2 separate regions of the Ovis aries genome follow, and region 1 is linked to region 2. The links are chromatin contacts, called in public Hi-C maps. All regions are on one chromosome and are shown on one strand. The core of a region is the stretch at or near the end of the contact, and the rest is flanking DNA. Distances in the headings are between cores, read along the strand shown.

Evidence for each region. A called contact is a pair of places that touch in the nucleus more often than the background predicts.
Region 1: a Hi-C map of liver shows a contact between it and region 2, with 2.6 times the contacts expected there. The contact joins two enhancer-like sites. A contact is called at or near these places in 3 of 16 Hi-C or Micro-C datasets (liver, skin fibroblasts and tail adipose tissue).

The regions. Positions count from the first base shown.
Region 1 is chr24:28,636,415-28,640,227 of ARS-UI_Ramb_v3.0, forward strand. The region is part of intron 3 of TPST1 (tyrosylprotein sulfotransferase 1); the gene reads left to right. Among named protein-coding and RNA genes, the nearest start is that of KCTD7, 35 kb to the right of the region's middle. Within about 2 kb of position 1,342, at least 5 of the 54 cell types and tissues checked have an H3K27ac peak or open chromatin away from gene starts, as enhancers often do. A contact at or near this core is called in liver, where this site is marked.
Region 2 is chr24:28,513,430-28,517,411 of ARS-UI_Ramb_v3.0, forward strand. The region is part of intron 5 of CRCP (CGRP receptor component); the gene reads left to right. Among named protein-coding and RNA genes, the nearest start is that of CRCP, 30 kb to the left of the region's middle. Within about 2 kb of position 1,487, at least 15 of the 54 cell types and tissues checked have an H3K27ac peak or open chromatin away from gene starts, as enhancers often do. A contact at or near this core is called in liver, where this site is marked.

The sequences.
Region 1 (3,813 bases), core at 92-2,591, 120 kb after region 2:
GAATGAGGTTTCCCTAGTATGTGTTGTATATTCATTTCACTGTTTTTCTTTTGTTGTTTACAGTTTACTCTTTGGCAAGCAGTGCTGCAGTGAACATCTTTGCACATACTGCATTTTAGTGGGTTCTTTTTTTAAAGGTTAGAATAATGAGAGTGGAATTAAACTATGTCAGAGTATCTAAAATTTTGAGGTGCATGATATATGTTGATAAAGATTTTTTAGTCTTTTGAACTAGCAGCATAATACAGGTGATTTTCTTTTAGATTTTTGCTAATTTCAATAGGTTTCATTGATTAATATAATCGAACATTTCCAGTTATTACCTGCATCTATATATTCTTTTATGAAACTATTTCCTAAGTTTAAAAAAAGTTTTATGTGTGTTAAAGTTTTGTCAGTTATGTTCTGCTAAAGACAGTACACAGTCCAGCATCCATTATCATAGTCGTTTTTAATTTCTTGGTGATTGGTAATTCGTAGCTTTTGCTTGTGTACATACTAAAATGGTTTTTATAAACCAAGGTACATGTATAAATTATATTTAGAGGTTTCCTAAGCAGTAGACATTATAGTTTTCCTGCATGTGAGTTGGCTGGTTAGACTGTTCTTGGCTTGCTTGAGTGGTTAAGTAGGGAAGAATGCTGTGGTTTGAATCCTTGTGACTAGAGAGTTTGTTTCATACACATTTGTGGCTTTTGAAGAGTTTCGAAGTATAGGCTGGAAAAAGCCTCCCTCCCTAACCCTGTCTATCTCTAAAGTAACAAGTAATTTTGGGAGAAAAAAGATAAAGTGTGAAACATAGTTGCATTTTTGAGCTTTTTGTAATAAAACATAGAGCCGACATCCTTGTTTTGTGGTTTTTCAAAGCTACATATTTTCAAGGCTTTTTTCTGTAAAAGCTCAGATGCTAATATATCCAGCATTGATGATTGTGAAGTTTCATAAAGTAATGCTTAAAAATTGATCTTCGCTTGTCAGCTGTGACATGAGATTGACTCCAGAGAAAGAAGATGGCTGGGGAGATTGTGCCCTTTATTTATGGGTTGGGAGTAGGGGAAAAATTCACATTTTGACTGGGAATATAGAATCCAAAGTTCTAGGCCTAAAAATTGTGTTTTTCATACAACTTTGGATAGTCTAGAAGTATTGGTGTCTGAGTCAGTGTATTTTGGAGACATGTTGCTCAATTTTAAATAGAAAATCATGTGCTTCATGGCTATTCTGACTCAGATGGTAAACTGGAAATGAAATGCTAACTAATATTCCATGTCCTTTCCCATCACTGAGGTCTCTAATCCCCAAATTGTAGCACATTTCAGTAAATAGCGCCCTCTAGGTTACATTCCAGCAATCTCCCTCCCCATGTTACATTCTAGCAATCTCCCTCCCCATGTTACATTCTAGCAATCTCCCTCCCCTTGGGTTTTTAATCTTTTTAGATTTATAGACTTTTGAGATCTGATAAAACTATGGGTCCCTGTCTGAGAAATAAGATAACATATATATAGAGAAAATTTTATTCTATAATTTTAATGGATTCATAGATGTCTCTAAAGCCCATCAGATTAAGAACTTCTGTTTTATAGTCTCCTTGAAAAGCTCATTCACTCGTGTGACTTTGATTACAATCTATTTGCTGATTATCATAAATCTGTATCTCCTAGGGTCTCTTTCTTGAGCCCCAAACTCATTTTTTTCAGCTGCTTTCTGTATCGCTCCACCTGGTTGTTCGCAAGTACTTCAAACTCAATGTCCAAAATGAATTTATTGTCCATACCTGTTCCCTGATAGAAGCTCGACAGATTGTTCTCTAAACTGAGCAAGAATCTAGAATAGGGGCGAGATTAGGCTGTGTTTATCTATATTTGCACTGTCTGTGAGCCAGGAAGCAGAGTCCTCAGGACACATGGGTCAAGCCCCAAACAGAGCGGTAACAGACTTGGTTACTAAACCTGAACAGTGAGCTGAAAAGCAAATCCAAGTGTGAATGGAATATCCAGTTGAAAACCAGATTAGATAGTACTAAGGAAGAACAAAGAGTCAAATAGAAAAGCACATATCAGTGTACAGAACCGACAGAGCAAACAAGAAGGAACTTGAATATTAAGTTAGGTGGGAGAGAGAGTTGGTTTATATTCCTGAACCAGACAGGAAGGGCACCCAAAGCTGGTGCTCCGTGACATCGTGGAGGGATAGGGTAGGGAGGGAAGAGGGTGGGGGCTTCAGGATGGAAGGGACACGTGTATACCTACGGCCAGTTCATATTGATGTATGGCAAATACCATCACAATATTGTAAAGTAATTATCCTCTAATTAAAATAATTTTTTTTTTAAAAAAAGGACACACTGAAAAAAAGAGAAGCTACAGCTGTTGGAATCAATGTTCTTGCATTAACAGGAGAGCCTGTAATGCACACCTGTGTTTTCAAAAACTTCTGTATGTTTTTCCTGTCTCCATGCATAGCATTTGTTTGTCTAGTGATCAAAGTTAGTTAGGATTACCTAGCTTTGCAGATGACATGTAATTAATTAATCACCAGGCCCCCTTGATTATATATTTGAAAGTATCTTGACTCAGCTCTTATTTAGCTACCTTACTTATTTCAGTTTCTCCTCATTTTTCACATGAATTATGCTTTATTCTCCTTTGTGTATGTGAGTGTATTCATTCTTCTACATTTAAAAAAATATTCAGTGACAATTACTTTTTTAAAAGTTCAAATCTGAATGTATCTGAACACACTATTCCCTTGTGTAAACCTTGAGTAGCTCCACTAGTACTATAGGATAAAGCCCAGACTTCTTAGAATGGTGCTTTTCAACCTAATCTTTGGAAATTTTCTGATGCGCTTTTTATTGTTGGTTTCTAAGTTAATTCCATTACAATTAGAGAATACGCTAGTGTGGTTTCAGTCCTTTGAAATATATTGAAAATTGCTTTGTGGCCAGCATATGTTCTCACATGTCACTTGAGAGGATGTATATTCTGCAATTGTTGCAGAATTCTATAAATATTGATTAGGTCCTGTTGTTTTGGTGTTGCTCAGATCTTCTAATTCTTATTGCTTAGAAGATCTTCTAATTCTTATTGCTGGGGGGGGGTCTAATTTTATCAGTTTTTGGATAAAGATGTGAATTTGTTCTTTTATTTCTATCTATTTTGCTTCCTGTGCTTTGAATCTGTATCATTAGGAGCATACCTTTTTATATATTTGTAAGTAATTAGCTCTTACTATGGAGTGTGTCTCATCATCTCTGATGTTTCTCTCTGGAAATCTCCTTTGTCTCATGTAAGCGTAGCCATTTCATTGTTTTTATGCAACCATGTTGAAAATGTCATTATTTCTTCTTCATTATATGAGAATATTTTGCTTGGTGTAAAGTTCTAGACTGACAGGTTTTTTAGTTTTGTTTGCTTGTTTTACTTTCAGCACTCAGAATATGTTATTTTATTGGTTGTCATTGTTTTTATGGGAAGTCAACTAAAATTCTTATGAATGTAATAGCTCTTTTGTTTGTTCTTTGTTTTTGAGTGCTAAAGTTCAGCAGTTCTGTGCTTCTTTGACACATAGTTCACTTGATAGAATTTGCTGTTGTTTAGTTGCTAAGTTGTGTCCAATTCTTTTTGACGGTATAGACTGTAGCCTGCCAGGCTCCTCTGTCTGTAGATTTCCCAGGCAAGAATACTGGAGTGGGTCACCATTTGCTTCTACAGGGGATGTTTCCAACCCAGGGATTGAATCCGCATATCTTGCATTGGCTGGCAGATTCTTTACTGCTGAGCCACCAGGGAAGCCCTGTTTTTTGTTTTT
Region 2 (3,982 bases), core at 237-2,736:
TTATATATAGTGAATGTGTATCTCTTAATCCCAAATTCCTAATTTACCCCTCCCTTCCTTTGGTAATCGTAAGTTTGTCTTCTGTGTCTGAGTCTTTTACTGTTTTGTAAGTAAGTTTATTTGGGACCTTTTTTTTTTTTTTTTTTAAGATTCCACATGTGATATATTTGTCTTTGACTTACTTAGTGTGATAATCTCTAGGTCCATTCATGTTGTTGCAAATGGTATTTCATTCTTTTTTATGGCTGAGTAATATTCCATAGTGTGTGTGCGTGCGTGCATGCATGCGTGAGTGTGTGTGTGTGTGTGTGTGTGTGTGCGCGCGCGCACACACCATACCTTCTTTAACTGTTCGGCTCTTGATGGTCACGTGGTCCCTTTTGGGACTTTCAAAATGTGTATGTTGGTTCATCACGTGGTGTTCCAGGCTTTATTCACTTCTCTTTAATCCTTTTTTCTGTTCAAGTTCACTGACTCTTTGTTTGGCCTGTTCAGATCTGCCTTCGAGTCCCTCTAGTCATTTTCATGTTAGTCACTGTGCTTTGCAGCTCCAGAATTTCTCTTTGTTTCTTTCTGTCTCTTTATTGATATTTCCATTTTGTTTATGCATTGTTTTCTTGACTTTCTCCACATCTTTTAATTCTTGGAGCATCTTTAATGTTTTATTTATTTTTGAGATGGTTGTTTTAAAGCCTTTGTCTAGTAGACTTTTTATTGGGTTTTTTTCAGAGACTGTTAATTTGTTTATGTATTTGCCTGGGCTATACTTAACTGTTTCTTTGTTTACCTTGTGAATTCTTTGTTGAAAACTGGATACTTGATCTAATAAAATCGTAGCTCAAAATCAGATTTTCTTCCTTTTCCTTAGGCTTTCTGACTTTTGTTTATTGTTTACTATTTTTGTACTGTAGTGGGTTGTTTCTGTGCTGAGAGTCAGCTTGAGGTATGAACTCAAGGTCTTCTCAGGTCTCTTCTGAGTGTGCGCCTTTCCCTAGGCATGCACAGTCTCTCTCTGATTTTCCCCACATATGAGCTTTTAGGGGAAAAGAAAAAAGGTGGAAGGGGGAATGAACACCGGATTTGTAAACTCTTTCTTGACCCTTTAGAGCCTGCTGCTGCTGCTAAGTCGCTTCAGTTGTGTCCGACTCTGTGCGACCCCATAGCCGACAGCCCACCAGGCTCCCCCGTCCCTGGGATTCTCCAGACAAGAACACTGGAGTGGGTTGCCATTTCCTTCTGTAATGCATGAAAGTGAAAAGTGAAAGTGAAGTTGCTCAATGGTGTCCAACTCTTAGCTACCCCATGGACTGCAGCCCACCAGGCTCCTCCATCCATGGGATTTTCCAGGCAAGAGTACTGGACTGGGGTGCCATTGCCTTCATTAAAGGTTGTTTCCCGAGAGACATGAACATGCCAGGGCTCTAACATACCCTTGCAAAAGCTCCAGGCAGTGTTGTTCTGAAAACAACCAGTAGAGGGGGCTGCAGGCTCCTTTCACTGTAGCTGGGTCTGGCTCCTCTGGAAGCAGGCAAACTATCTACAGCCCATTGGAATTCATCTGGCCTCAGTGCCTTATGACTCAGGGGGCTGCTTGCCACAGGCTATCAAGACCTGGATCACTTGTGCTAGCCAGTGCATTTTAAGACAGGAATCACGTGGGTAACAGAAACTGCTGAAATGCTCTTTAATTCTTTTTTCTGAATATCCCCTGCTAGAGTTTTTCTCTTATCCTTTTTTCAGGAAGAGGAGATTCAAGATAATAGCCCCTTAATGACCTGGTTCTAGTACTACAAACTGGGGCTCCATTAATTTGCTTAAAAACCTCCACTGCTGAAGTTCTTGAGAGTTTGATAGGAACCATGTTTTATTTGACTTTAGGTGTCAAAGTCCAAGAGTAATCTGGAGGCAGCAAAGCTCAGGGTAGATAGATGGGTGCAGGTTTCACTAACATCTGGAATGTGGTTACTCTGCTTAGAGAGCCTGGAATCTCGCCCCTTGTCTCCCTGCTGTGTGAACAGTGTCTCTCTCTGGAACGTCTCCTGCAAGTCATTGCTACTCTAGCTCTTTGTTTTCAACTCATGTTTGTCTCATGGTAGGTTTGTCTTAGTAAGGATACAAAGATGAATAGCTACAATGTAAGTGCTATGGCAGTTGGGACATAGCAGAGAGACACTGAAGTGTCAGAATTTGAGTGTATCATTTTGCCTGTGGGAGGTGACACTGGGTTTTCATATAAGGTAATAGCCAGATATAAGTGAGCACATGCTTTCTAAGCAGAGGGAACATGATATGCTGGAGCCTGTAATCAGGAAGTACTTCCTGTGTAATATTTGCAGTTTCATTTGATTGGAATATGAGTGCTTAGGGGACATGAAGGCATTTGAACCTAGAGAGACTGACAAACAGGAGATGTCAGTGGGTTCTGAAGGTTGAACTAAGAAAGTTTAAAAACTGTGTGCGGACAGTGGGAAGATTAGAAGCAGGATAATGAGATGACCAGATTTTTATCTTTTAAAGGGTACTTTGTTTGTAAGAATGAAGGTAGACTGAAAAAGTGGCAGACGCTTGAGGACAGAGGCCTTTGCCCTTTAGCCAAGAAGAATTGAAGTGGCTGTAGAAATGGTGAGGGTGGGGACTGGGGACAGATACCTTGAAAGAAATAGAATCAGTAATTCTTGGTGTCTTAATATGGGCAGTGGGTGAGAGGGAAGACTTGGGGATGATTCTGGCCTGTGTATTTGGCTCTTCACCAAGATGAGAAGTACGGAGAGAGGAACTGGTTTATTGGGAAAGGTAGTCAGATTGCTTTGGGATAGGTTGAGTTTGAGGTTTGTCTGGGGTGTTTAGGTGGCAGTTGGTTACAGAGGTCTGGAGATCAGCTCACTACATGAAGACATGAATTTCTTTGTTCTAACCTGTAATGGCAGATGAGATTGTGAGGTTTGGATGAAGAACTCAGTAAAGATGAAAGATGGCACCATGGGAATGCCACAGAGGCAAGCGGAAGAGGAAACCTTCCACTTGTAAAGAGATGAGGGAATAGAAAGATAGGTGAATCAGGGAAGAATGGTGTGTGGAAGCTGCAAGGGCAGATAGTTATAAGGAGGGAGTGACCAGCAGTGTTGGCTACCGCAGAGACAGGGAAGGACAGGGCAGAGAAGCCCTCCAGAGTGATCAGTGTGGAGCACTCTGGGCCCCTAAATGAGAACAGTTCTGGTGATCATTTGGGGCAGGAGCTAAAGTGCAGTGAATTAAATGAAGGAGAGAAAGTAGAAATGATAAAAATGAGCCTCTGAAGTCAGGGGGGGAATGTTTGGAACCCCCATCCCCCAAAATGGAGCCTACAGTACATGTGGTCCTGTGACTTCAGCTGGGCTCAGCTCCTGGGGTGCACAGCAGAGAACTTGCTTGGTTGGTCTGACTGCCTGACCTGCCTGCTGCGAGGTCTGTCCTCTGACCTTTATGCACCAGGGGCTGCACAGTCCCCGCTGTGTCCGCTGCTTTTCCTGGCACCTCGTGGTATCTGTCTGTGGCCTAGTCTGTGACTGTTGGCCCTTTAGGTTCCATAGTCCCATGGCTTAGTGCCGGTGAGAGGAGGGTATCATTCAGGTGCCAGATTCGATACTGAGGCTACTGCTGGCAACGTTCCTCCTCCACTGCCAGAGAGTCCACCCCGTGCTGCTCAGCTTGCAGTCCTGAAGGGAGCCTGGGTTCTTGTAATTCAGCAGAATGGAAGTTTCTCCATGGGTGGCTCAGAGGGTGGCTCCACCATCTGGTGAGGAACCAAGGCCACCTCTGTGCCAGCAAAGACATCACATAGCTTCTTATAACTTCTTTAGTCATGTTAACCTGCAGTTGTAGTTTAGACACGTGTTGTTGGGGTATCTTTCTGGGGCCCAAACTTTAAGTCACTTTTCAAACTGAATAAGGAACCGTGTATGTTGTGGTGGCAGTACCTCCCTGAAGGTTGATGTGAAGGAGG